Regions from separate parts of the Mus musculus genome. Here regions 2, 3, 4, 5 and 6 are each linked to region 1. A link is a contact called in public HiChIP or PLAC-seq and capture Hi-C data. All regions are on one chromosome and are shown on one strand. The core of a region is the stretch at or near the end of the contact, and the rest is flanking DNA. Distances in the headings are between cores, read along the strand shown. Region 1 holds the start of Arap1 (ArfGAP with RhoGAP domain, ankyrin repeat and PH domain 1). Region 2 overlaps Arhgef17 (Rho guanine nucleotide exchange factor (GEF) 17). Region 3 holds the start of P2ry6 (pyrimidinergic receptor P2Y, G-protein coupled, 6). Region 4 has its middle 21 kb from the start of P2ry6. Region 5 holds the start of P2ry2 (purinergic receptor P2Y, G-protein coupled 2). Region 6 has its middle 39 kb from the start of P2ry2.

Region 1 (4,094 bases), core at 1,129-3,628:
AGTGGCTGTGTGCTCTGGGACATGGGGGAGGGGGTAGCACTGAGGAGTAGGGCAGGGGCAGAGTCAACACTGGGTGATGGCTGATGAACCAGGTCTACCCATGGCCGTAGTTGGGACACTGGGGACTACTGTACACCGCAGGAGGGCTCTGGAGGGGTGTGGCCCTCCAGGCACCCCTAACAATGTTCGAATGGTCTACAGGCCATGAAGAAGATGTACAAGGCCTGCATCAAGTACCCCGAGTGGAAGCAGAAACACCAGCCTCATTTCAAGCCATGGCTGCACCCGGAGCAGAGCCCATTGCCCAGCCTGGCGCTGTCAGAGTTGTCGGTGCAACATGCAGACTCACTGGAGAACATCGATGAGAGTGCAGTGACAGAGAGCCGCGAGGAGCGGGCAGGCGGTGCGGGAGGAGAGGGCAGCGACGATGACACCTCGCTCACCTGAGTGACCGGCTCTCTGCAAGGACCAAGACCAGACTGGGGTGGAACCCTGGGGCACTGAGCCTTCTGCACTTCCTCCCTTCCCCCACCTGCCTTCTGGGGGGGCACTGGGCTCCTGCCCAGGTGGCTGCGGCATGGCTGGACATGGCCCCAATAAATGAACCACACAGCCCCAGCCAGCTCTTTGTGCCTGCTTCTCATCTGCTCAGCCCCACGCTGCTCTGTTCTACAGTTATTTTCCTTAATACTCTTATTGTTCACAGGACTGCTGTCCCTATAGGCGTCTTGTAACGTAGGGTGGAGCTTGTTGCCCCCTCCTTTCCTGTGGTTCCTTTCTTTTCGTTCATTTGCACATTCATTTTTCTGGTCACAAAGGTGGTTTGCTCATTTTTTCAGGGCTCTTAAGAGGAGCTGGTCTAACCTGAGGTCAGGCTTCTACTGTGTGATGGACTTCTGGTCCAAGCTAGCTTTAAACAGTTGATCTGGCATACTCTGACTGGCTCCTGTCATCACAGAAAGAAGGGGAGGGACTCACAGGTCAAAGACTAGGGCTGAAGGCCTCAGAACTGAGTTGAGGCAGTGTGAACTGGAGGAGAGAGAGAGGTGGGTACTGGAGGAGGGAGGGGGGTATGGACTGGAAGAGGGAGAGGTGTGGGTACTGGAGGAGGGGGAGGTGTGGGTACTGGAGGAGGGAGGGGGTGGGTACTGGAGGAGGGGGAGGGGTGTGTACTGGAGGAGGGAGAGGTGTGGGTACTGGAGGAGGGGGAGGGGTGGGTACTGGAGGAGGGGGAGGGGTGGGTACTGGTGAAGACACTTCCACTGCACTTAGTGTTAAAGACCTTAGGCTGGTCACAGGAATCGTGAGGTCCCCTGACCAAGTGTCAACCCTCACTTATGCCTAGCTGCTCTGAGATCTAGAGGGAAGCCTGGGCTGCCTCTGCTGTCCAAGGGATGCCGAGTCCCAGAGTTAGTCTTAGGCCCTGCTTTTCTCTGGTATTTTTGGCACCACAAGAACTTGGGGTCTGGAAAGAACTCAAGATCTGACCCTATTCACCTCTCCTGGAAAGCCCTGCCAGTGGAAAACCTTACTGGGCTAACAGTCAAGTGTTTCCCAGAGAACAGTTTCTGTGGAGAGGCCTGGACAGGACCCTGTCACCTGGAACATCCAGCCCTAGGTCTGCCCATAATGGCTTTGAGAACACCCTGAGAATGTCAGACTCTCATTTCCTAACCTATAACCTAGGGTGATAATTTTTACCCTTATGCAAGTGTGAGTTTTTTTTTTTTTTTAATTAATCAGAACAAATTGTTCACCACTGGACCAGGCATGTAATAGGCTCTGATTAAAGGGCATCTTCCTCCTTTCAGGGCAAAAGCCCCTTGACCCACCCTGCTGATGACTGTTCTTCCAAATATGCCCACTGTTCCTATGGAAAAATGGAAGCCCAGCTAAATTAAGGCCCCTGGTTTGGCTGGTCCCAGAGGCTAGCCTCAGGATCCAGAAATACCTGCCAAGTCTAGGGATTTCATCTCTCTGGGGAGGAGGTGAGAAGCTGCCAGACTCTGGTGGGCCTTTCCCAGCGCCTTCTGCAGGGAGATGCAGTCCTGGGGACAGAAGCAGAGTACTAAGAATGGTGCACAGGACTCCCAGGGAAGGTGGTTGTCCCGCCTCCAATGGTTGTGTGTGTGTCCTCTCCCAGAGGATAGACTCACCAGAACAGGGGTGTCGAGGCATGGAGACTCAAGGATCCGTGGAGTCTCAGCAGGGACAGGATAGACTAGACATGAGCCTCAAAGCCTTAGCAAGCTAAGGATAAAGGAGAGACACAAACCCGGCGGTCCGGTCTGCCTAGGGTATTGAAGATCCGGACTAGGCTGGGGGCGGGACCGGCCGGCTCCCTGCCCGTTCCCCGCCCTCACGTCCCCCGGTGTCACGTGGGGCGGGCGGAAGCGCCGAGCGAGGTGGGCGCGCCCGGACCGCTGCCGCGAGTTGGCTGCGGCCGCGTGTGACAGACGGTACCGGGACCCCGAGTCCCACCTCGTGGAGTTCTCTTCGCTCAAAACAGGTCAGTGAGGTTGCTGGGACCTCCCAATCGCCAGTTGTGGCTTGCACTGCCCCCATTCCTCAGAAGGGAATGGTGAGCCCCCCACCCCCACCCGCTCAATTTTCCCGGGGTCATCTGGTGCGCGCTCTTGCCTGGGGATGAAGTGAAGTGGGGTCGCCTCTGGAGGTGAAGTCATCTAGCCAGACTCGTAGGGACAGAGAAAGTGAGCTGGTGGACACCAGCTTTCAGCCGTCAGCTCTTCTGCTTTAGGGCTTGCAGGCTCCGGAGCCAGTAGCGTCAGGCAGCTTGGCTTTCCCACTTGAGAAATGAAGACTTCTACCTAGTCTACCCCGGACATTCTTACAGCCTCGCAAAGCTTTAGGACTTTAGCCGTGGACCTGAGGCTTTGGTACAGCCTCGCAAAGCTTTAGGACTTTAGCCCTGGACCTGAGGTGTTGGTAACCTTGGGCAAGCTACTTCCGTCCTCCGCACCTCAATTCCCCACCAGTTAATGGGGGCATGGTTTCTCTAGAGCTTACCTGGCCCAGTTGCCAGGAAAGAAGGGGTGTGTTCGTTGAATGGGGTCAGGCTGGGAATGGGTGGATGGGCTTAGAGCAGGTTTGCAGTGCAGCGGGGGATGGGGGCTTTTGGGGAGGAGGCGGGTAGGTGTTTGGACACAGATCTCCGTGGGTAGATTTGGGTGCTGGGTGATTAGGAGCCAGGTTGTCTGACTTATGTTTCTCTAAATTCAGTGTCTTAGGGAAAGCTTCCCTAATGCCTAGACTGGGGGTTCGGGATTCAGGGTTAGACTTGGGGATGCTCAGGTAAGGATTTGACTACTGTTGGGTCCAGGGGACCCTGATAACCTGTACTTGGAAAGTTGTGACTGTCCTGCTAAGGGAAGCCTAGGCTCCTAGCAGCGTCATTATAGGGTAGAAGAAATTCAGCAGAACCCAGAGACAGGCGTGGACAGGTGCAGACCTGGGGAGGAGAGGATGCCTGGATGAGCCTTGGTAGTTAAGTGGCTGTTTGCTAAGACTGGCTGCAAGGTGAGGGCAGAGCTTGTGCCGCACAGCAGGGATACTGATAACCTTCCGGAGGAGAGGCAAGGGATGTGGGTGTGGCTGTAAGGGGTGGCAAGGGAGGATGTGCAGAGAACCCATCCTTGGGATTTATACCTGGCTAAAGTTTATTTAGACCCCGGCCTGGGGACCCTGCTCCCCAGTGACCGTTTGCTCACTGGAATAGGGTACAAGTGAGATGTCCCAGGCAGGCTACTGCTGGCTGTGAGGAGGTGATGGCCCCGACGCCCCAGGTTTCATTTGGACGTTCAGGCCTCCTTATTTGGTCCCCACCATGCAGAGGAGAGTCAGTTTCTGGGCAAAGGTGTTCCCCACCAAGTTTCCTCCTCATCCAAGTCCCCGTGTTCTGTGAGACTTCAGGGTTCAGATGTGGGCTGCAAGTTGCAGTGCCTTCCAGCCTGGTTGTCAGTTCCGGGTAATGGCAAGGCTCAGGGCAGGTTTCTATGGACGTCTATGAAGATGGGGTATGGGCATCTGGAGTTCTAGCACTGCTACCAAGCCCTGTCTGACTTTGCCACACTCCG
Region 2 (4,094 bases), core at 1,069-3,568, 440 kb before region 1:
AAAGCACGAGTCACCACACCTGGCTTCCTCTAGAGATTTCTAACTTTGATAAGGGGTCTCACTAAGCTGCCCAGTTTACCCTTGAACTAGCTGTGGCAGGTCCTGAACTTTTCCTACTCAGCCTCCCAGTACCTGGGACTACCTTGCTCCATGAAGCCTGGCAGCCTGCATAGCCATAAAGCCCGGCCTACATGTTGGGAGGGAGCCCGGGCCACATGCCATGTATAGATGTTCCAACTAACGGCTTAGACGAGGCCCGAGCCAAACATCAATATTAACTGCTAAGTCTGAGAGGAACGAGTCTAGCCCAGGCACCACCTGACTACCATGAAACTCACAGTGAAAAGGAGACAGAGGCCCAGTGAGGCAGACAAGGATGCCAGGGCCCTGCAGACAGGAAGAGGCAGTGCTTGGACCTAGAGCTCTTGCTCTACTGGCAGAGAAATGAAGCCAGGCTGATTTCTGCATGAACCCACATTTCATCTGTTGGCCCAGAGGGGTCAAGTTGGGACCCCAGCAGGGGCAGTAGTAAAAAAATAAAACAGAGATCTATTGGCTGTGAAAGAAGCAAGAGGTAGCCCTCGCTCTCCTGGCTGGATTCCAGGCTGTCTTCTGATGGCTAAACCCGGCTGGCCCATCTCTCAGCCTAGAAGAAAATCCCTGACCACAACACTCCTGGCCCATCCCAGACCTGGGGTAGAGCATACACTGCGAGGTCCTCGATGGGGACCTGAGGTACAATTTCTCTCCACAGCCCTATGTAGGCCTCACACTGTCCCTGAGTGCCCTGTGATAACTCCCCAGTCCAGTCTTCAACACACTACAGATCTATACTTTGCCAAGACAGTAACAGAATCCAGGAGCACCTCTCTGACCTCCCAGGAGCACCGTGGTCTAGGAAAGACACCGGTTCCTACAGGATGTGTACTGAGAACTTCAGTGGGGTGACCTAGGCTAAGATCTAACCCCAAGCAAATGGCGTATCAGCAGCTGAAAGACTTCACTAAGTTGCAGGGCACATAAATAAGAAGTCAGGCCAAACCTGGGGCACCCTGAATTAGGAAGTGGGGCTGACAGCTGTATTCGTTTCCCTGGATGGCTAAGACATAGATGGAAACAGAAGGGAGGTCTCAATGTCTGCCTGCCCCAGGACTACAAGAATAATCCAAACAGGAATGAGTATAAACTAGACATACACTGGGTACATAACATGTACCTATTGGCTGGCCTTCCTGCTCTGTGACTTAGTTTCCCCTTCTGTAAACAGATGAAGGAGGTGGGAAAGTTCAAGAGGGTTCTAAATTCCCCACTAGGTTCCCAGAGGGTGACTGAGGTCATACTGGGAGAAAGGCATGGCTGATGAAGCCCAAGTGAGGAAGCTGGGGCTCTAGGACTGCACTTCCACCAAGCACTGCTAGGTGGCAGCAGAGGCCTGCAGGACTGGGATTGTAGGGCATGTGGTTTGAATTTAACTGCATGATTTTTTTTTTTTTAATGTGGGGTTTTTTTCTTTTCGTTTTTTTCTGTCACTCCACCCCTTTCAGTTTCAAGAGGATACAGCTGAATCTTCTAGGTTTCAAAAGAAAAGTTCCTTATCCCAGATAACAGAAGTAGGAGATGGGGGCTGGAGGGTAAGTCGGACCTCAGCAGACGTGAAAAGCATCGGATGAGCCAGTCCACTCTGAACTCAACCTCTCTGCCCACTTCTCCCCCGTAGCCACCATTTTACAGGTCAGGAGCCAGGCATAACTGAGTGTGAGACCTTGGAGGAGAATGCTAACAAATCTGTATTCTAAGTTTGTATTTTAGGGGCTCCTAGGATATCCCTGCCAGTCCTGCACACAGGACTGTGCCCTGCCTTGGCTTGGAACCCCAGGATGTGTTGACTTCCAGGAGACTTTCCCTAACAGCTCTAAAAATTCAAATATCCAAACCATGTTCAGAATGCTACCCAGGCCGGCCGGGGCCCCACATGGTCTGAACTTCAACTCCTACCTTCATGTAGCTGTAAATACCTTTCCTCAGTGTCTATTTCCCTACCTGGAACATGCCAGATCTACAGCTCAGTGGCTGTTCTACAAAGAATGGCTCCCTACCATCTCCACCCATCTTGGTAGTACGGAGGGAGGCTGGGGTGAAGGGTCGTGGGAACGGAAGTTTCTAGGGTTTGATTCCAGCCCCTCCAATTCCCTCCTTTCTTCAGACCAGGCACATGGGGGCGGGGGGCTCCATTTGTACACTGTTGATAGAGATGGGGTGTCTTGCCTGTAGGGCGGAAGATGATTCATTGGGCCTTGGGCCAGGCACCCTGGGAAAGGCCAAGCCGGCCCCAGGCCAGTGCCCCAGGGAATAAAGGACAGGGCCTGACTGGGCTGTGTATAAATCCTAGGGACTCTCAAAGCCCGCAGCCAAAAGACGCCATCTTCCCCACTTAGACAATGCCAGAAACCCTTCTGCTCAGGCCACCAAAGGCCCCGGGAAATGAGGTGGCCGAGTTCCGCCTGCTGCTGTGCCCTCCCAGCCCTCAGCACGGGGTCCATCCCCACACGCACCTTGCCCTTGGCTGGGTCAAGTCCCATTTAATCTATTCTCTGCTTTTTCCAGGGAGCCTTAAATCTCCTCCCTCACCAACCTCACCTCAGGCCAGGGCAGGCGCCAACTGCCCCACCAACTGCCCCGTTGTGACTCCCAAATCAGTCCATCCTTTTTATTATGCTACAGACCTATGAGGACGCTACCTCGGGCACCAGGGGGCAGTAACAAGATCTGGGAGCTCCAGGATAGAGGAGGCACCACTAAGGCCTAGAGCCGTTTCCCCAGGGCATACAGTCAGCACACAGGTGTGAATAGAGACAAAGACAGCAAGTGTCCGCAGGATGAATAGGCACAGCGAGGAGGCCACGGGTGTCTATGATCAACCTCCTAAAATGAAAGGGCAGTAGGGCAGACCCCACCACCAACACCCTTCTCTCTCTTTGTTTTGTGATTTGGGTTTTTTGGAGACAGGGTTTCTCTGTGTAGCCCTGTCCTATCCTGGAACTCACTTTCTAGACCAGTTCCCACAGAGTTCTGCTTGCCTCTGCCTTCCAAGTGTCAGGAAAAAGGTGTGCGCTGCCAGCTGCCACCACTCAGCGGGCGCCATTCCTTTCTGCTGGACGAATGGTATTACTTCCCAGCACAGAATGTCTCAGGACCTCAGGGGTTTTTTGTTTGTTTGCTTGTTTGTTTTTTTGTTTGTTTGTTTTAAAGAGACAGGGTTTCTCTGTGTAGCCCTGGCTGTCCTGGAGCTAGCTCTGTTGACCAGGCTGGCCTCGAACTCAGAGCTCTGCCTGCCTCAGCCTCCTGGGAATTAAGGCGTGTACCACCATAGTCCGGTAGGGCCTCAGGGTTTTAGGGTCTCTTCACTTGGCCAGAAGTACCCACGTAGCTGGGATATACTGTGACCTCACCTTACTCCGACCGTGCCCTCCAGGGTATACTGTTACCAAGTGGTTACATCAACCCTAGTGTGTCGGGCTCAACCCAGACCTGACAGAAGTTTCTGTCATCACACCAGGCCAGTTTGCTCTGCTTCCTTCCCAGTGGGGGCTCAAGGGCCACCACTAGGCCTGGGCCACACTGGCAGATGTGATTTCTGCTGACCACCAGCAGCTTGTGCTTCTAGGCTCTTCTGTGCTTTCCCCATCAATTAGTGAGCAGCCCTAGAGCTGAACAGAGAAGCTCCCAGAAGATGCTCATCTGAGGTCAGCCAGTGTCAGCCAGTGGGGTGGCTTCACGTCCCAGGACCAAAGTCCACCCTAGGAAGGCATCCTGACGGCTCAGAGGACCACTCCTGAAGCTTTGGCTTTGAGTCTTCAGAGTCTCCAGACTTGTAGCTGTCAACAGAAAGTGGCAGTGCTGTCTACTCGGTACCATGGAGTATGCAGAACAGCGCAGCACTAAGTCTCCTAAGACTCCATATCAACTCAGTGACAACACTGAGACTCAGCGCAAGTCGTGACTTGCTGGGTTCTCAAGACTAGGCAGTGGGCTGGACCCGAATCCTCCTGCAGCCACTGACCACTAAGTGGCTGGGACTTTGGATAAATCACTTA
Region 3 (4,094 bases), core at 657-3,156, 380 kb before region 1:
GGTGTTCACTCAGCCAGACAGCCAGCACATTAGCCAGGCTGCCACAGTGAAAACCGAGTTAGGTCTTAGGAACTGAAGTCTAGTATTGCCACCAGCAGGCTGAATTCCATGAATTCTGAGATAGGCACTTCTCCTCACAGACCTCCATCTCCCTGTCTGTAAAATGGAATACTAGTAGCATCTCCAGAAGACATTGGAATATCACAAAGATTCAATGGGACAACTGAGGTTCCCAGCCAGCTCTGAGACTCAGAGGGAGGGTGGTGGCATAGAGGAGCCAGGCAGATTCTCAGCACTGAAGACAGTCCTATAGGGACCCCCACCCCCCAGTGAAGTCTGTAGGAACAGTTCCAGGGTGAGGCAAGAGGACAGGCTAGAGATAATAGTTAGTGTTAGTTTCTAGACTATGACCCCCCAACTCTTCCTGGTAAACTAACAAATAGTAAGGATATACCAAAAAAAGAAAAAAAGAAAGAAAGAAGAGAAGAGAAGAGAAGAGAAGAGAAGAGAAGAGAAGAGAAGAGAAGAGAAAAGAAAAAAAGAAAGAAGGAAAGAAAAAAATTTCTCCAGGCTGGCCTTGAACTCATTACGTAGCTGAGGATGACCTTGAATTTCTGATCCTCCTGCTTCTACATCCTGAGTAGGGGCATGACAGATACTCACTGCCATGCCCAGTATCTTGTAGTGCTGAGGATCCAGCCCAGGGCTTCAGACATGCTTTGCAACAAGCTGAGCTTCATCCTAGCCAAATGGAGTCTCAGCAGTAGAAACTCCCACTGGCACTGGAGCTACACACACTCACGAACTACACATCCACACCTTTGTCTTGCACACACATGCAGATGCACCATGGAAGGCATAGCACTTGGTACATGCATGTAATCCTAGCGCTGGGAAGGCTGCGCCAGGTACAAAGCTAGCTTCGTACGTTCCGGAGGTAGCAGTACCAAATATGGGGCGCCTGCCTGCCTTTCCTCCGTCAGGATCAGCAGAGGCAAATGTGAACAGAAACCCTCAGAAGGATTTAGCCCTGCTCCCAGATACATCCAATTACTCTGCTTTTCTTCCCCTTAACAAGCAGTGCCTGGACTCAGGGAATCCGTTTTCCCAGTGGAGTTAACCTCAGGCTACATTGTATTTTAGCATCCTTCCTGCTAGTTCCTGCCAAGGCGCCTGAGCAGCTCTGAGAGTCCCGCCCAGCCCCTCCCCAAGGGACCCTCTTTACTCTCTAAAATTTGACACACACAGAGTTTTGGGTTTTTTTTTTTTTTTTTTTGAGATAGGATCTTTCTGACCTGCAACACACAAGAGATGCACTATGCAGAAGAGGCTAGTCTTGAACTCACAGAGATTGCCTACCTCTGCTGGGATTAAACACATTTATATGCTATATCATCTAGCATAGACAATACTCAGGCACATGCTCAGCTACTTGAACTCACAGGTAAGAAGTTGAGGCCCAGAAAGGGGAAAAAATGTCATGTTTCATTCAGAAGTCAAACTCTGACCTCTGCCTCAGTATTCCACCTCCCCACCCAAGACACAGTCAGGTCCCCATTTCCTTGCCTCCTCCACTCCAGGCCTCTGTGCCTTGTCCCCCGGTGTTGTGCAGCCTAGTTCTGGGCAGAACTTGGTAGAGGAAATAAGAGGAAGGGAGAAGGCCCCACACCCACCCACACCTGCTCAGCCTTCTGCACCCAGCCCGGGACTGCAATGGTGTGCACAGCGGGCAAACACTGGAGGAGGGAAGCACCCTTACCTGAAAACTCCCTCTGACACAGCAACCGCCTGCAAGCCATGAGAACTGGAGCAAGCTAGACTCCCGAAGCAGCCCCTGCCACCAGGCAGTTCTTGTGCCCCAGAGTGCAGGAGTCTGGGAGGTGGCAGATGAGGTAACTGGGACTACCAGGAGGGGAAGTGACACTGTCTCTCAGGCCTCAATCTGGAGATCTTGCTCAAGTGTCTGGCACAAGGCTGAGTCAGCCACTGCCGGACTAGGAGCAAGTCACCCCTAGCTCTGCCCACTCAGCCTAGCGATGGGGACCGTCGGACCATCAGTTTAGCCTGAGGGTTCCTGGGAAGATGGAAGGAGGGAGCACTCAAGGCCCAGGGCTGGGCACAGGGAGGCTCCTAGCTACACACCAGCTCCCCTCCTGGCCTCTCTCAAGTTTGGACAGAGCCTGGCTCCTGCTCATTACTGCCACAGGGAACAATTACCCTGGTTTCTCAGCAGTGCCTGGAAGGCTCATTAAGAGAGACCCAGACCCCAAGATTAAGGAATCTGTTGTCTGTGACTCCAACCATGCATGTCCAGACACCACTCTCCAGGGACCAAGAATGGCTCCTCAGAAAGAGGGTGGCTTGGAAGAAGGGCAGAACAGGGGTGACTCTTCCTCCCTAACCTCCATCCATCCTGGGGCTTGGGCAGGACCAGCAGAAGGCAATGGATAGCTCTGCCTGGGTACTTGACTGGCCCGGACAGCCCCTCCCTGTCAATCGGATTATCCCCTATCCCCTTTCTCCTCGTCTGGTGTCATTTACTAGGAGTGAGAGTGCAGAGCAAAGTCTCTGATCGGAGGTGAGAGCTTTAGAGAAAAATCAAGAGAGGTGTGTTGAGTAGAGTTAGGGTCTCCTCAAGTGGACTGAACTAGGATTTACTAGGTCTCCGTTTCCTGTACCACTTTCTGTCTCTCTCTGGAGAAGTCCACCCAGCCTGGAGGAGACCGTACCTCAAGCCCTACAGGATGGAAGCAGGCCAGGAGCTAAGGCCAGGCAGGCTCCTGGGCCCTGCTTCAGTTCGGAACGCCAATGCTTTGATTTGTGCCCAGAGCCTGGCCTGCAAGCCCTCTGCAGGCCAGAAGAGGAAATACACCCTCTGACCTACCCCAGCAGAGGGGTGGCTCTGGGGCCTTGCCTGGGTTCCAAGACAAGGCAGAGGTGTCTTGTCCCTTGGTCCTCTTCCCTGGCATGTATACATGAAAGAAGAGCCTCACAGTGGAGTTGTGTGAGGGAGCTAACACAGCTCCAGGTGTAGGAAGATCAAGATTCCCTACACAAAGCTTGCTTGGTGGTCCTAGCCTGCCCCATCCCCTAGGCTCCCAACCAAGCCCATTTTTCATACTCTAAGCCCCAGAGGCAGAAAGCATTTTCCCTTAGCCCAAGGATAAGATGGCACTGGTTAACTCTGCTTGAATTTGCTGTGTGACCTTAACCAGTGTCTGTCCCTCTCTGGATCTCAGTTCTCCTATCTGTAAGATGTAGTAGTAATAGCAATAGTAATAGTAGCAGCTGCAGTAGTAAGAATGATGATGATGATGATGATGATGATGGTGGGGTGATGATGATGATGGTGGTGGTGGTGGTGATGATGATGATGGTGGTGATGATGATGATGATGATAATAAATGAAGGCACCCACATCTTGGTGGTACCATGAATGGTCATCACAGTAACTAAAAGGCAATGTGCAGACCAAGATAACAGAGGGTATCACACGTTCCTCACATCCTGAGACCCTGATCTCTCAGGGCCCCTGGCAGCAGGCCCATTCTCTTGATAAGAAGTAAGTGTGACTTCATAGAAAACAAAGAAGTCGCTACTCCCACCCAATAGCAGGCCACTGACAGGAAGATCCCTCTGTCCCTGTGTAGGGAAAATCCTGAAAAGGAATACTGCAGTGGGGGGGGGGGGCAAAGTATCCAGAGGGTCAGCTCCCAGGCGAGAGGACGTGGCAGTCAACCTGGAGGAATGCTGGGCACGCACACTTGCGGGCTGGTCAGGGAGTGCGTTCACCTCTACATTGTGGGGTACAGTGCTTGTGTGCATCTGTGCCTTTGCTGTGCTGTCTACATACCTCACTCCAGGGTACCCCAGAATTCCCAGTCCACAGCAGTGTTTTCCCAGGCCCGCAATTCCAGGGCAGCTCAGATGCCATAGGAGATTTGTAAGGTGGCAGCCACCACAGGCTCCTCGACTTTCCCCAGAACAAAAGCAGTTGCATAAGAAGAGGAGGAAGGCTTAGGGGATTAAGCAGGCTCTGCCAGATCAGCCCTGGGTGTGGGCTTCTCTGGAAGGGCCAAAAGCCCCACTATCCT
Region 4 (4,094 bases), core at 909-3,408, 360 kb before region 1:
TCATTCATAGCTATCCTCTGGCAGCTTTACACACCCTGCCCTCAACAATTAATGAAATCTGTTAAAATGCCTTATAATAAATTCCAACTATGCTTCATTAAGCAAACAAGCAAAACCCCAAAGATCTGGGGCTATAACTCAGTTAGTAGAGCATTTGCCTACCTTGCACGAATTTCTGGGTCAAGCCCTGAGACCACAGGCTTCATGATGTCTATCTGCAGTTCCAGTCCCTGGGAAGTCGGGGAAGAAAGACCACAGGTTCAGCATCCTCTTTTGCTACATAGGCCAGCTGGGATACACGATGCCCCATCTCACAATGAAAAATAGACAAAGAAGCAGAAACCTAGACTTTTCTCATCACTTTTTGCTCTAATGTACTTCTAATAGGAGAAATATTAGGCCTCTTCCTTCTAATTCCCTTTGCAGAAAAATGTGCTTGTATGCTAGCAAATCAAAAACTGTACTGTGTGGTTTTGTTTGTTTTTATTTAAACATTTCATTTTAAGACAGGGTCTTGTTATATACCCCAAGTAGGTTTCAAATTCACATTGTAGCCCAAGCTAACCTTGAACTTCTAATCCTCCAGTCTCAGCCTCCCAAATGCTGTGGTAACAGAGGCTCTAAGGCCTCTGTTTTTGGGTGTAATCATGAGTTTCTCTGTACATTATCATATCCTACCATTATAAGAAGCTAGGCGAGCGTCTGGAGAGATGGCTCAGCTGTTGAGAATGCTTGTTTCTCTTGCAGAGGGCCCAAGTTTGGTTCCCATCCTCTGTGTCTGGTGGTTCACACTGCCTGTCACTCCCAATCAGGATCCAATGCCCTTTCTGTGTGAAAATGGCAAAAGGAAGAAAGATATGGTCTGGGTGGTGGCAGTGCATGACTTTAATCCCAGCACTCTGGAGGCAGAAGTAGGCAGATCTCAGAGTTTAAGGCCAGCCTGGTCTACAGAGTGAGTTCTAAAGACAGCCAGGGCTACACAGAGAAACCCTGTCTCAAACAAAACAAAACAAAACAAAACAAAACAAAACAAAACAAAACAAACAGAAGAAGGAGGAGAAAGGATATGCCTCACTTGATTTAAGCATTACATAGTATATACAGTGCATTAAAATTATTACATGAGGGGCTGGTGAGATGGCTCAGTGGATAAGAGCACCCGGCTGCTCTTCCAAAGGTCCGGAGTTCAAATCCCAGCAACCACATGGTGGCTCACAACCATCTGTAACAGGATCTGACGCCCTCTTCTGGAGTGTCTGAAGACAGCTACAGTGTACTTACATATAATAAATAAACAAATCTTTAAAAAATTATTACATGAGATTTAAATATATACATATACATATACATATACATATACATATACATATACATGTATATATATGCACGTGTATTGGTTTTTTGAGAAAGCAATCTATATAATTTTATGTTCATAGGGGAAGAGAATTATGAGCAGCTGGTTATGTCTGTCTCAGTCCACTGTGGGTCTTACCTTTAAAATTTTTTTAACTTAATTTATTTCAGCGCTGAAGACTGACTGCAGCCCACATGCTTGCTAGGCACTCTTTCACTAAGCTGAGTCCCCAGCCCCTAAAGATGTTTTTATTTTCGTGTGTGTGTGTGTGTGTGTGTGTGTGTGTGTGTGCGCGCGCGCGCGTGTGCATGTGCTATTTCACAAGGAGGCCACAGGAGACCATCACTTTCCATCTATTCTACTTGGCCTTATTTCCTTAATACTGTGTCTCTCACTGCATCTAGGCTGGCACCAGCAAGCCAGTGATCCCACTGGCTCCATGTCCCACCGAGCCGGGGTTACAGATGCATGTTTCTCAAGGGCAGGTCCTTGGGCTTGTGTAGCAGGCATTCTTAACCACTGAGCCATCTAGTTACAAGCATTAGTTATGATTTATTTATCCTTCCCTTTGTCTTTAGACTATGTCTCCCTTAGGAAATTATTAACTCTAGAAAAAATAAAAAGTTCTACAAGAAAGAGAATGTAGTCACCGGACTCTGTAAGATGTGGCTGGGAACAGTACTTTCAACATCATAAAACTGTGATCAACAGTTAACTGCAACCCCCCACCCCCACCCCGCCCTCGCAGGAGGGCAGGGTAGAGGGGAGGGGCCTGCAGACAAAAGCTAGCGGGGTGGGGGTGGGGTTGGAAAACCAGTGCCTGGATGGCAGGGTGCTGAGTGCAGAGCGCTCTGCCCTCCTCAGGGACACCGCTCAGCTGCTCTCACTTCTCTGGCCAAGACGGAGGCCCATTTCCTAGTCTACTTAATAACGGGCAAATAATCTGGCGTCTGCTCAGCTCAGCCCATGGTCTTGGAACAAATGGACCCAATTAAAAGGCCATCATAAGGGAGTTCAGGGAAAGAGGAAAAAGTCATTGATCAAATCAACTCCCAGCTGCCCTGGGACTGGCTTGTGAGTGGAAATAACAAGAGTCCTTCCCCTCCCTGTGTTTCGCGTCCTCTCTTAAACCCAGAGGCCTTCTCACTGTTTGGGCTCCTCCTCACGCCCTCCCAACTTCCAACCCCTTGCGGTGGATAAGCTGTAAGGCCTCACCAGACTTCATCAAGATCTTGGGTTCAAGCTGGGCCTTTGCCTATGGTGCAGGTCTGTAGTCGCTTCCAGAGAGGTGGTGTGTGTGTGTGTGTGTGTGTGTGTGTGTGTGTGTGTGTGTACGTGTGCGTGTGTGTGTGTGTGTAGGAGAATCACAAGTTCAAGGTCATCCTTAGCTATAGGAAAGCAAGTCTAGGAGAGACCCTGTCCCAACTGAACAAAAACAAACAGATTCTAGGCTGAGGACATGCTCAGTAGGTAGAGTGGTTTGTCCAGATGCACGGAGCCCTTGGTCCAGTTCCCAGCACTGCATAAAACTAGGCATGGGAGGCGCATGTGTAAAGTCCAGAACTAAGGAGGTAGAGGCAGAACATCCAAATATTAGTGTTATCCTTGGTTACATGGCAAATTTGGGATCAGTCAGGGATGTACCAGACCTTTTCAGAAAAGAAATGAAAAGAGCAACATCGCTACCACCCCCACCCCGCTTCCAGTCCTTCCCACTCTGGATTCTCCTCCCACAACAGTCATCCCTCTTAGTACACCATATAATTTACAATTAATATTATTGATTGTTGCTCCCCTGCCTTTTAGAGGCAGAGGCAGCATCTGTGACCGTTTTTATTCACTAGCAATTTATTTACAATGTATATTGAAAGCACCTGATACATAGTAGGTTTCCTTTTTCCTTTTCTTAATCTATCTGTCTTTTATTTATTTATTTATTTATTTATTTATTTACTCACTCAGACAGAATCTCTCTATATAGCCCTGGCTGACTTGGAACTTGCTATGTAGATCAAGTTTGCCTTGAACTCAGAAACCTATCTGCCTCTGCTTCCTGAGTGCTGGAATTAAAGTCATGTGCTACTAGGTATGACACATAGTATTATTGTTACTATTATGGTTGTTGTTATTGTTGTTGTTGCTATCATTATTATCAGAGGGAACTTATATTTAAGAAAAAGGTGAGAAAGAACTCCCAGGAGTGCACAGAGTCCTGGGCTCCTGAGAGCGGGCTTTCAACTGTTTGTTTTCATCTCCCATGTGGATGTGGGGGATCGGACTCTGTCATGCTCAGCAGCCAGGGCCTTTGCTGGCTGAGCTAGTCACCTTCCCTTTTGTTTCCTTCCTTTCCTTTCTTTACACAGGCTCCATATAGCTCAGGCTAGTCTCACATGCTCTGTAGCTGAGGATAACCTTCAACTTCTGACCTTCCTGCCTGTGCCTCCCCAGTGCTGGGACCACAGGTCTGTGCTACCACAGCTCCTATTTTTAAATTTACTTTGTGAAGAGGGCATTAATGTCTCACGAGTACCGTCTGGTGCTAATTAACCTGCAGGAGTTTACCCAGTGTGATGGCTGGCACTGAATCACTCAGGAGACATACCTCTGGACTTGTCCTTGAGGGCATTTCCAGAGAGGAGTCACCGAGGTGGGAAGATCCATCTTGAAGGTGAGTGTCACTGTCTCACGGACTGGGGTCTCACACTGGATGACAAGGAGAAAGGGAGCTGTGTGCCAGCAT
Region 5 (4,094 bases), core at 752-3,251, 340 kb before region 1:
CTAGAGAGTAAGGAGGGTCTTGCAGCCATGTTCTTCCCATTAGGCTCTTCTGATGGCTTAGGGACCCAAAGGCATCTCAGGAGGAAACTATAGGTTAAAGGGTGCACAGACAGGCTCAGGGAAGGCAGTTAGGAGAGAGAAGAGATGCATCAGAGGGCACTTCTTAGTTAGCAGGTCAGCAAGATCTTCCTGGTCCTGTGAGCAGACCTGGGGATAATGGTGGTCATCCCATAAACAGCTGGGCAATTAGGCCACAAGAAAGACCCAAAGAAAGGCTCCTGGGGGCAGCCAGGCATGGTGGTGCTTGCCTTTAATCCTAGAGTTCCAGAGTTAGGCTATGGACAGGTCTCCGCGAGTTGGGGGTCAGCCTGGTCCATAGACTGACATCCAGGACACAGAGTGAGACACTGGAGAAATCAAACTCCCCTCAGCCTAGAAATAAGTAGCACTGCCTCATCCTGAAACTTTGGCCCTGGGCAGGGAGGCCTCAGCTGGGGCAGGTAAGCGGAGTCCCAGGTTTTATTTATGTAGCTTTGTGACCTTAGAGAAGACATTCTCCAAGCCTCTATTTTCTGATCTACAAAATAAAGGCAATAGTTCCTTTCTCATGGGGCCTTTAGGAGGAAAAGATGAGGGATTCTTATAAACTGTAACAAGTAACAGTTCAACAACATTCCAATAGTAGCATAAGCACTTCTCATTAAGAAGAAAGACTACAGCCAGGAAATTAAAGAACTCCTGGTGTCACCCATGAGGCCTTGGTGACATCCTCACATGCTCATCTGGTGCCTGGGGTAGGTGGGCAAAAGGGATCCCGGAAAGGCCACAACCTCACTCTGCATCTGGGCAGCCATTTCTGAGGATTACCCAGTATGCCAACCTGCCCATGTCCTCAAAACTCTGGAGTATCCAAAGCATGGAAAAGGAGAGGGGCAGACCTCCGCAGCAGGGCTTGTCCCCAGCCCTCATGCAGGACCCACACTGGCAGCAGTGTAGAGTCTGTTCAGAGACTCTCCTTCCTCCCACTCCCACCCACAGATAATTGCCACTTCCCTGCCGCCCCAGCCTGATCTTCAAAAGCCACTATTCCAAACTTGATCCAAAACAAGGCTGCTGACCCAGGGACTCTAGGGATGCCATTCTGAGCACAGCAGTCACCTAGCCCTATAAATCTCCAAACTGGAAAGGCTAGTTCCCAGAAGGATCTACACTTGGGTCTAGCTCCTGGAGATCAGTAACACACACACACACACACACACACACACACACACACACACACACACTGTAGCCCTAGTGAGGTGAACACTGTCTTTCTTCTGCCTGACCCTTCATACAGCACCACCTGCCCGATTAAAAGTTTCCAGACAGATCAAAGTCTTAACTGTCCTTATATGAAATTGCACTAGCAACCCACATTCCCACCCCACCGCACCCCCCACTCCCAACCCCACAACCCCGCCGCTGCTGCCACTGCCTCCGGTTCCTCACTGACACCTCACTGACACCGAGTGAGCTACCCAGACTGACTCTGGGGAGAGTTAAGAGTCCAAGCGCAAGAAGTCTCCAGGATTCCCAGGTCTCTTAGCCCACAGACTTACGCCCCAGGGGTACACACAGACTAAGTTCAGTCACTCACACCCTAAGGGTGTGCGCATTTGCCCACTAACACACAGATTCCCCCAGTATGCTGGTAAACACACCAAGATGACACTCACCGAGATCACGCTCTAGAGGAAACAAAGTTCATCAGCGCACCGGCAGCCGGCTCTCACCGCCCAGTTTTGCGCAGTACAAGGGCTGGGAGCCCGAGCCCTCGGGACAGTCACGTAATGGGCTCTCCCTGTTTGGCGCTGACTCGACCGGCGCTCCCGTCCCCAGGCCTCACTTGGCGACCTCTCTTGGTGTCCGCTCCCCTCTAGGAAGCACCTCTCACCTCCCCGCTGCGCTGGTCCCCTCCAAGGGCTGCCGCCGCTGTTCCTGGTGCCCGAGTCCCATGCCGAGTGGCGCAGGGTCCCACGTGCCTGGAAGCGCCGCGGTCCCCGCCCTACTCCGCCCCGCTCCGCACCCCATAGCCTGGCTGTGAGCAGGAGGGCGGGGCAGACTCTGGGCAGACGCCGGAGCCGCCCCCAACCCTTCTAAACAGATGCTTCCAGTCTGCCACCCGCTTGGGGACGCGGTCGGTCAGTGTCGCCGCCGGTCAGCGTGTCCGCCACGGCTGTTGAGCAAGGAGAGGCGGAAGGCGACCGTCCTGGCTGAGCAGAGGTCACCTGCTTAGCTCACCGATTTTCAGCGACGCCCAAGTTTTACAAGGTTTGCTTTGTGCTGGCCTGGCTCCTGTCACTGCCCACCGATGGACCTTTATACTGACCCTCAGCCTTCCCTCCGCTGCTGCCCCATCCCGCGTCACTTACGGATGGACAGATGGATGTGCTTTCAGACTGCTGGTACCAGCAGAAATCTTTGCCGGCTTCACCACCTCCGTCTGCTTTTGCTCTTCGTTCAGGTCACTAACGGGTCCATGAAGTCCTGGTTTAGTTTGATCTCTCATCTTGAACTGCCTCAATTCTTCTCTCTGGCCTGCTCTGAAGACTTTCTGTAGTCACAAACCCCATTCCTGTCCTAGTTTGAGCTCAAAAAGGCAAGGACCACACCAGCCACCTCACTGCTGTCCTGTGAAGGGGTGGATGAATGAGAGGGTGTCTGCCCCCTCCCATTTCTGACTCAGGCATCTGTTAGTATAAGTTCTAGGCCACCTTTAGCACTGTAAGACACATTTTCTGCGAAATGAAGCCAGTCCTTCCATGATCCTACTTTTCGTGTCCATCCAGGGAGTCTTGGGGTGGCCAAATAAACGGACAAGTTCAGAACAAGCCTTTTCCTATGGTGAGGAGTTTGCTCTCTGCCCAAGGGCTGTAGACTTTGTTAGTTGTGTATCCGCTGACTAAAGTCCCATTCGCAGCCCCTGGAGGGGTCCAGAAAGGGTCCGATCTGCAGCCCTGTCCAGAGTGAGAAGGGTGAATACACAGAGCTGGGTGGCTGAGCCTCTCTGCAGCCTCCTGGGGCCTTTGAGCAGACACAAAGGCTCCTTGTCTAACCTCTGCTGGCTATGGGAGCTGGTGCAGGCAGCTTCCAGAAATCTAGATCTCTCCACAGCCACCCTTGTGGCTTTAGGGTCCTCGTGTGAGGGAAGTCTTTCTGGTTATTGAAATCCCAGCGGATTTCCTTTTCCTGATCTCCCTTCTGAGCCGTCAGGTCTTTTTCTGCTGCTTCCCCTAGGACCCAGGATGGATCCTAGCCTCTAGAAGACCCACAGGCTGGACAGTGGGCAGTCTTGGACTTTACCCTTGCTGTGGTCCAATTCCTTTACTTTATAGCCAAAGAAACGACATTCCCAAGGTACATGACATCATGTCAGGTGACCTGGTAAAGCCCGAGTACTCAGATTCAAGTCTTCCTTCACTTTTTCTGTGTCTACTTTCTAAGATTCAGCCCTCTTTTTGTTGTTTGTTTGTTTGTTTATAGCTAGGATCTCCCTATGTAGGCCCTGTTGGCCTTGAACTCACCATGTAATTCAGGCTGGCCTCATTCAGCAGTCCTCCTGACTCAGCCTCTTGAGAGCTGATATTCTAGGCATGTGCTACCACGCCTGGCTCTCCATCTTCTTTTCTGCACAATGTGTTATGTACTCCTGTCTTGCTGTTCTGACTAAATGTCCTTATTTGGGGTCTTGCCCATGATCCTGAGCTTTCTGGGTCTGCAGAGTGAGTATCCCCTCTCAGAAGAGCCTGGGAGGTTAGGTTTCCCAATCCTCAGATTTTGTAGATCACCAAATCCAGTAGACTTCCCTACCCACCCCCCACCCCCACCCCCACCCCCACCCCCACCCCCATCGCATTCCAGTTTGAGCACATTTGCGTTCATATTTTCACGTACTCTGGACTTGAGAGTTTGCAACTGAAAGAGTTTAGAACCTCTATTGATCCAGCCAGGAAATGGGAGCTCTGTGAGACACAGTGAGTACCCTATGAAGTGTAGACCAGCACTGAGGGCGTCTCCCTGAATCTCGCAGCCAAAGCAGGCTAATGGTAAGGCCC
Region 6 (4,094 bases), core at 1,113-3,612, 300 kb before region 1:
TACCTAACACGTACAAGGTCTAGCACTCAGGAGGCTGGTGCAGGAGAATTGTAGCAAGTTCAAAGGCTAGCCTCGGCTACAGAGTAATAACCTCTCCCCCCAAAAGACAGAAGTGCTGAGAATGTATCTTGTTAGGTAGAATGCAGGCACAAAAAGCCCTGGACTCGGCCCTAGCACTTCATATAACCGAGCATATTCACCCCTATAAACCCAGCACTTGAGAGCAGAGTCAGGAAGATCAGGAGTTCAAAGCCGGCTTCTGCTACATAGAGAATTGGTGACACCCATGGGTTATATGAGCCCTGTACCTCCCAATCTCCATACATACACTCCTCTTACAAAGCAAGGCATGATGGTACGCACCTATTCAGGAGGTAGGAACAGAAGGATCAAGGTTTAGGGTCATTCGTGGCTACATAGTGAGTTCAAGATCAGTCTGGGCTACACTGTCACAAAAAGAATCCTAAGAAAGAATGAAAAAAACTGCTCATTGAGCTGGCATTTGGGGGACCCCTGAAAAGGCCCTTCCCCTCTCTCTCATTCCGCGCTGTCATCCACAGGTCATAGGATGTAAAGTCCAACTGGGGAGGCCTGAGTTTTAGTGCTAGCTCGGCCATGATTGGCTCTCGGGCATGATTGGCAGATGAAGAATGGAGGCATCAGTTCTCCCAGGGATCGTTGCTCCGACCTCTCTGATCTCTGGTAACTTTCTAACAGCGTTTCATTTGTCTCTTTGCAGAGAAGTTGAGCATGTCCCTGGCTGGAAAAAGATGGCTCTCGTCACATCCTGCCAGTTAGCTCTGAGGGTGACTTCCCAAGCAGTGGTGGGAGAGGCTGGACAGAGGACGAGGATTCTAATTTCACCTCTTGAGCCAAAGCCGGGTCTGGCCTTCTCAATCCTCTGAGACCCCAACTGACCTCACTGCTGAGAGGCTGGGAACGGACCCAGGCTGAGCTGAGGCATGGACTAGGAGGCCCTAAAATTAGCTCCAAGGCAAAGGGAGCAGGGACTGGCCCCAGCTGTAGACTCCCACAGTGCCAGGAATGGCGTCCTCACCCAGCTCAAGTGGAGAGACCAGCCAAGGCTTCAGCAGGGACTTGTCACCATGCTGGGTGCCAAGAGTCACAAATTCCTATAGGCACAGGTCAAAGAGCTTGAGGGACAAGAGGGACCCTGGCCAGCTCCTTGGGCTTTGAGTTGGGTTCCAGCCGCCAGCCTTTCAGAGCTTGGGGAGGTACCAGGGAGGAGCATCGCTATTTATGTCTTCCTGAGACAGGGTTAAGGGGACTGACCAGTCCTCTCAAGGCTGAATTAGATAACCTCAAACCTTAGTACCAACTCCCAAGGGTGTAGGAGGATCCGAGAGTAGATAAGTGTCTCCTGGGAGTAGGTTGGAGACACCAGTGACCAGCCCCAAAGTCAGGGCCTTTCCTCTACCCAGGGTAGCAGCTCCACCTGCTCCCTTCTCTGCCTGACTGCTGGAGGGGCTTGTGGAAGTGCAGGTTCTGCTAGGCATGAAAGCACATGTTTACAATCACTGCCACACACACCCAGGACAGCCAGGGCTACCCTGAGAAACCCTGTCTTGCAAAACAACAACAACAACAAAACCTAGACAAAACAAAACAACAATGATGAGGAAGAAGAAGAGGAGGAGGAGGAAGAGAAGGAGGAGAAGAAGAAGAAGAAGAAGAAGAAGAAGAAGAAGAAGAAGAAGAAGAAGAAGAAGAAGAAGAAGAAGAAGAAGGAAGAAGAAGAAGAAGAAGAAGAAGAAGAAGAAGAAGAAGAAGAAGAAGAAGAAGAAGAAGAAGAAGAAGAAGAAGAAGGTGATGAAGAAAAAAAGGGAGAAAAATTAACAAAACCTAACCTTTATTGAACACCATACCAGGATGAGGTATTAAAAATGTTACACATCTTTCCTTCTCTCTCTCTCTCTCTCTCTCTCTCTCTCTCTCTCTCTCTCTCTCTCTTTCTTTCTTTTGATATGGTTTTTGGTTTTGTCAGGCAAGATCCCACAATCCTCTCACCTTGGTCTCCTGAGTGCTGGATTATAGACATGTGCCACAAAGTTCAACTATACTTAGTATCTTATTTGATTCTCTTAACAACACCAATGAATAGACAAAACTGAAGCTCAGAGCTCTTCGAGCGACTTGCTCAAGGTCACAGAGCAGATCAGCAGCAGACAGGGCTGGGATATACACTTGTACCAATGTCCATCAGCACACCCATCTTGTGAACGTGACCTTGAGAGCACAGCGCAGCTTGGTGGCCTTGGGGAATGCACAAGGGAAGCAGAGGCGAGGCCTGGGAGGATGAGGAAGGGTCACGCATGCACGGTGATTCAGAAAACAAGCTTGGAGAGTGGAGAAAGGGAGGATGACACATCCCGGCTTGAGGCCTCCCTCGGCTGGCCAGCTCCTTCCTACTTCCTTCTCTGTGAAATGAGGAAGAAACTCGGTTTAGAGAAGGGTTCCACTCCAGGCCTGCCTGGCACACAGTAGGCCCTCAGGATGTGTGGGCTGGCCTTGCCTTCCCCTAGTGACTTGTACCCTGGCTGGCTCACGGGGTTAAGTTAAGGGTCCTCTGGAGAGGACCAAGGAGAGGTATTAGGGTCACAGCCCAGAAAGGCCCCTGGGAAGCAGACCCTGACAGATACTCGGAGTCTGGCTCTGCCACACCCCTTATCCCACCCCTGGCCCTTCCCTCTTGGCCCAGGGTGAAGAGGCAGCCAGCTAGTTTACCACAAAAGCCCTCTGGAAAGTAAACACCCTCCACCTCCCACACCCCATCCCACCTCCCATACCCTACTCCACCTTCTTCTTTGTCAAAATGCCCTCAGCTATATGAGAAGCATCCTTCTAGTGCCCAATAGGCGAATGCCCTTGGGGACTTACATCCGGCCTGGCCTCTGGAAGTCTCTAGTGACTCATGTTCACTTCCTCCACCTACAGTCATAACTTTGCCGCTGTATCAAGAATATGTCCCTTAAACTGTCCTCACTTGGTAACTCCTGAGGGGCAGCTTCAGGAGGTGGATCCCCACCCCCGACCCCCCACCCCCACCCCCACCCCCGCATGCCTTACATAGATGCGTGTTGCTAGAATAAAAAGCCACTCCTATAGACCTCTGTAAAAAGTGAAAAGGGCAGAGAGGCCATTAGCTTCTCCTGGGACAGAATAGAGACCCCTGTGAATCCTTGAGTCCTCTTTAAGCATGTGCTGGGCAGTGGAGCCTCTGGCCTCCTGCAGAGAGCTGACTCTCCTCGGGAGTCCAGATGCCAGAGAATTCACTACATCTATCTTCTTCATATACCACATGAGAAGTCTGGGGCTACGAGAAGACCATCACCAGACAGGGTCACTCAAAGAAGAGACACTGAACAGTCCTTCTGAGAGTGTTTCCGAGAGAGCCTTCACTAAGCTGCCAAAGGTGGAAAGATGACTTTGGCGCCACCATGTGGCGTAAAGGAAGAAACGCAGAGCTGGGGAAGCTGTTAGTCTTCCAGGATGGGGGCAATTCGTCCACACTAGGACCCTCCTGGGTAATAGGGCCCTGCTCTTTCCCGTTACACAGCCTCTGTCCCTACTGGTCACTCCAATGCAGTGTCTCTCTCCCACACCAGACTAGGAGCTCCTCAAGGGCAAAGCCAGGTCTGAATCATCACACCATTTGTAAAGCCATTGTAAGGGTTTGAGGAAGTGATTTAAGCTGAGCTGAATTCAGTATACAATGGGGGCAAAAATTTCTGCCCAAGAATGTTTATTGAATCAGTGCTTTAGAAGCAAGAGTCGTGCTAGTCACTGTTGACGTAGGAGATGGGTGTAGGGGCTCCTTATGCTGTTCATTTCCCTTGTGCTTGAAATGTTTTGAAACAAAGGAACAAATAGAAAGCATCAAACTCCACTGATAGAGTCTAAGTTAATTATGCACAGCTGTGCAAAGGAAAGTGTTTAGAGACATTAAAATGCTAGCACAGGGTTTAATACTGAAATTGTTTTTTAAAAGTATTTTAATTACATTTACTTATTCATATATGTGTGTTTTATTGATATGCATCTATATGCCATATAATTTGTTCATGTGGCGTATA

Evidence for each region. HiChIP or PLAC-seq counts read pairs in DNA pulled down with a chosen protein or histone mark. Capture Hi-C pulls out chosen DNA fragments and counts their contacts.
Region 2: an H3K27ac HiChIP or PLAC-seq map of microglia shows a contact between it and region 1, with 6 times the contacts expected there. The contact joins the enhancer-like site here to the promoter of Arap1 in region 1. A contact is called at or near these places in 4 of 39 promoter capture datasets (the 3T3-L1 cell line, the C10 cell line, hippocampal neurons and 1 more), 1 of 484 Hi-C or Micro-C datasets (bone marrow-derived macrophages), 6 of 115 datasets of contacts at active chromatin or transcription factors (acute myeloid leukemia, embryonic hindbrain, epiblast stem cells and 3 more) and 1 of 9 other capture datasets (embryonic stem cells).
Region 3: a capture Hi-C map of macrophages shows a contact between it and region 1, with 5 times the contacts expected there. The contact joins the promoter of P2ry6 here to the promoter of Arap1 in region 1. A contact is called at or near these places in 4 of 39 promoter capture datasets (the HPC-7 cell line, cranial neural crest, hippocampal neurons and 1 more), 1 of 484 Hi-C or Micro-C datasets (bone marrow-derived macrophages), 7 of 115 datasets of contacts at active chromatin or transcription factors (acute myeloid leukemia, bone marrow-derived macrophages, embryonic stem cells and 3 more) and 3 of 9 other capture datasets (adipose tissue, embryonic stem cells and macrophages).
Region 4: a FOXA1 HiChIP or PLAC-seq map of pancreatic cancer cells shows a contact between it and region 1. The contact joins the enhancer-like site here to the promoter of Arap1 in region 1. A contact is called at or near these places in 5 of 39 promoter capture datasets (the 3T3-L1 cell line, hippocampal neurons, liver and 2 more), 1 of 484 Hi-C or Micro-C datasets (bone marrow-derived macrophages), 7 of 115 datasets of contacts at active chromatin or transcription factors (the 230-238 cell line, T-cell acute lymphoblastic leukemia, embryonic stem cells and 4 more) and 2 of 9 other capture datasets (embryonic stem cells and liver).
Region 5: an HNF4G HiChIP or PLAC-seq map of pancreatic cancer cells shows a contact between it and region 1. The contact joins the promoter of P2ry2 here to the promoter of Arap1 in region 1. A contact is called at or near these places in 2 of 39 promoter capture datasets (hippocampal neurons and second pharyngeal arch cranial neural crest), 1 of 484 Hi-C or Micro-C datasets (bone marrow-derived macrophages), 10 of 115 datasets of contacts at active chromatin or transcription factors (acute myeloid leukemia, bone marrow-derived macrophages, craniofacial prominence and 5 more) and 4 of 9 other capture datasets (adipose tissue, embryonic stem cells, liver and 1 more).
Region 6: an H3K4me3 HiChIP or PLAC-seq map of bone marrow-derived macrophages shows a contact between it and region 1, with 2.8 times the contacts expected there. The contact joins the enhancer-like site here to the promoter of Arap1 in region 1. A contact is called at or near these places in 1 of 39 promoter capture datasets (embryonic stem cells), 5 of 115 datasets of contacts at active chromatin or transcription factors (the HPC-7 cell line, bone marrow-derived macrophages, embryonic hindbrain and 2 more) and 1 of 9 other capture datasets (liver).

Annotation. Positions count from the first base shown.
Region 1 is chr7:101,345,691-101,349,784 of GRCm38.p6, forward strand. It overlaps Arap1 (ArfGAP with RhoGAP domain, ankyrin repeat and PH domain 1), which reads left to right and starts at 2,379. Exons shown (of 34, transcript NM_001040111.1): 1 at 2,379-2,509. Gm35219 (a long non-coding RNA gene) reads right to left here. Exons shown (of 5, transcript XR_003946844.1): 3 at 2,157-4,094; 4 at 1,952-2,048; 5 at 1,231-1,870. Stard10 (START domain containing 10) reads left to right here. Exons shown (of 7, transcript NM_019990.5): 7 at 202-936. The coding sequence ends at 447.
Region 2 is chr7:100,905,998-100,910,091 of GRCm38.p6, forward strand. The region is part of intron 1 of Arhgef17 (Rho guanine nucleotide exchange factor (GEF) 17); the gene reads right to left. Among named protein-coding and RNA genes, the nearest start is that of Arhgef17, 24 kb to the right of the region's middle. Within about 2 kb of position 2,319, at least 79 of the 459 cell types and tissues checked have an H3K27ac peak or open chromatin away from gene starts, as enhancers often do. A contact at or near this core is called in bone marrow-derived macrophages, where this site is marked.
Region 3 is chr7:100,962,460-100,966,553 of GRCm38.p6, forward strand. It overlaps P2ry6 (pyrimidinergic receptor P2Y, G-protein coupled, 6), which reads right to left and starts at 1,907. Exons shown (of 3, transcript NM_183168.2): 1 at 1,760-1,907.
Region 4 is chr7:100,982,838-100,986,931 of GRCm38.p6, forward strand. No RefSeq gene overlaps it. Among named protein-coding and RNA genes, the nearest start is that of P2ry6, 21 kb to the left of the region's middle. Within about 2 kb of position 2,159, at least 81 of the 459 cell types and tissues checked have an H3K27ac peak or open chromatin away from gene starts, as enhancers often do. A contact at or near this core is called in T-cell acute lymphoblastic leukemia, embryonic stem cells, pancreatic cancer cells and 1 more, where this site is marked.
Region 5 is chr7:101,009,997-101,014,090 of GRCm38.p6, forward strand. It overlaps P2ry2 (purinergic receptor P2Y, G-protein coupled 2), which reads right to left and starts at 2,002. Exons shown (of 3, transcript NM_008773.4): 1 at 1,716-2,002.
Region 6 is chr7:101,048,544-101,052,637 of GRCm38.p6, forward strand. No RefSeq gene overlaps it. Among named protein-coding and RNA genes, the nearest start is that of P2ry2, 39 kb to the left of the region's middle. Within about 2 kb of position 2,363, at least 89 of the 459 cell types and tissues checked have an H3K27ac peak or open chromatin away from gene starts, as enhancers often do. A contact at or near this core is called in the HPC-7 cell line and bone marrow-derived macrophages, where this site is marked.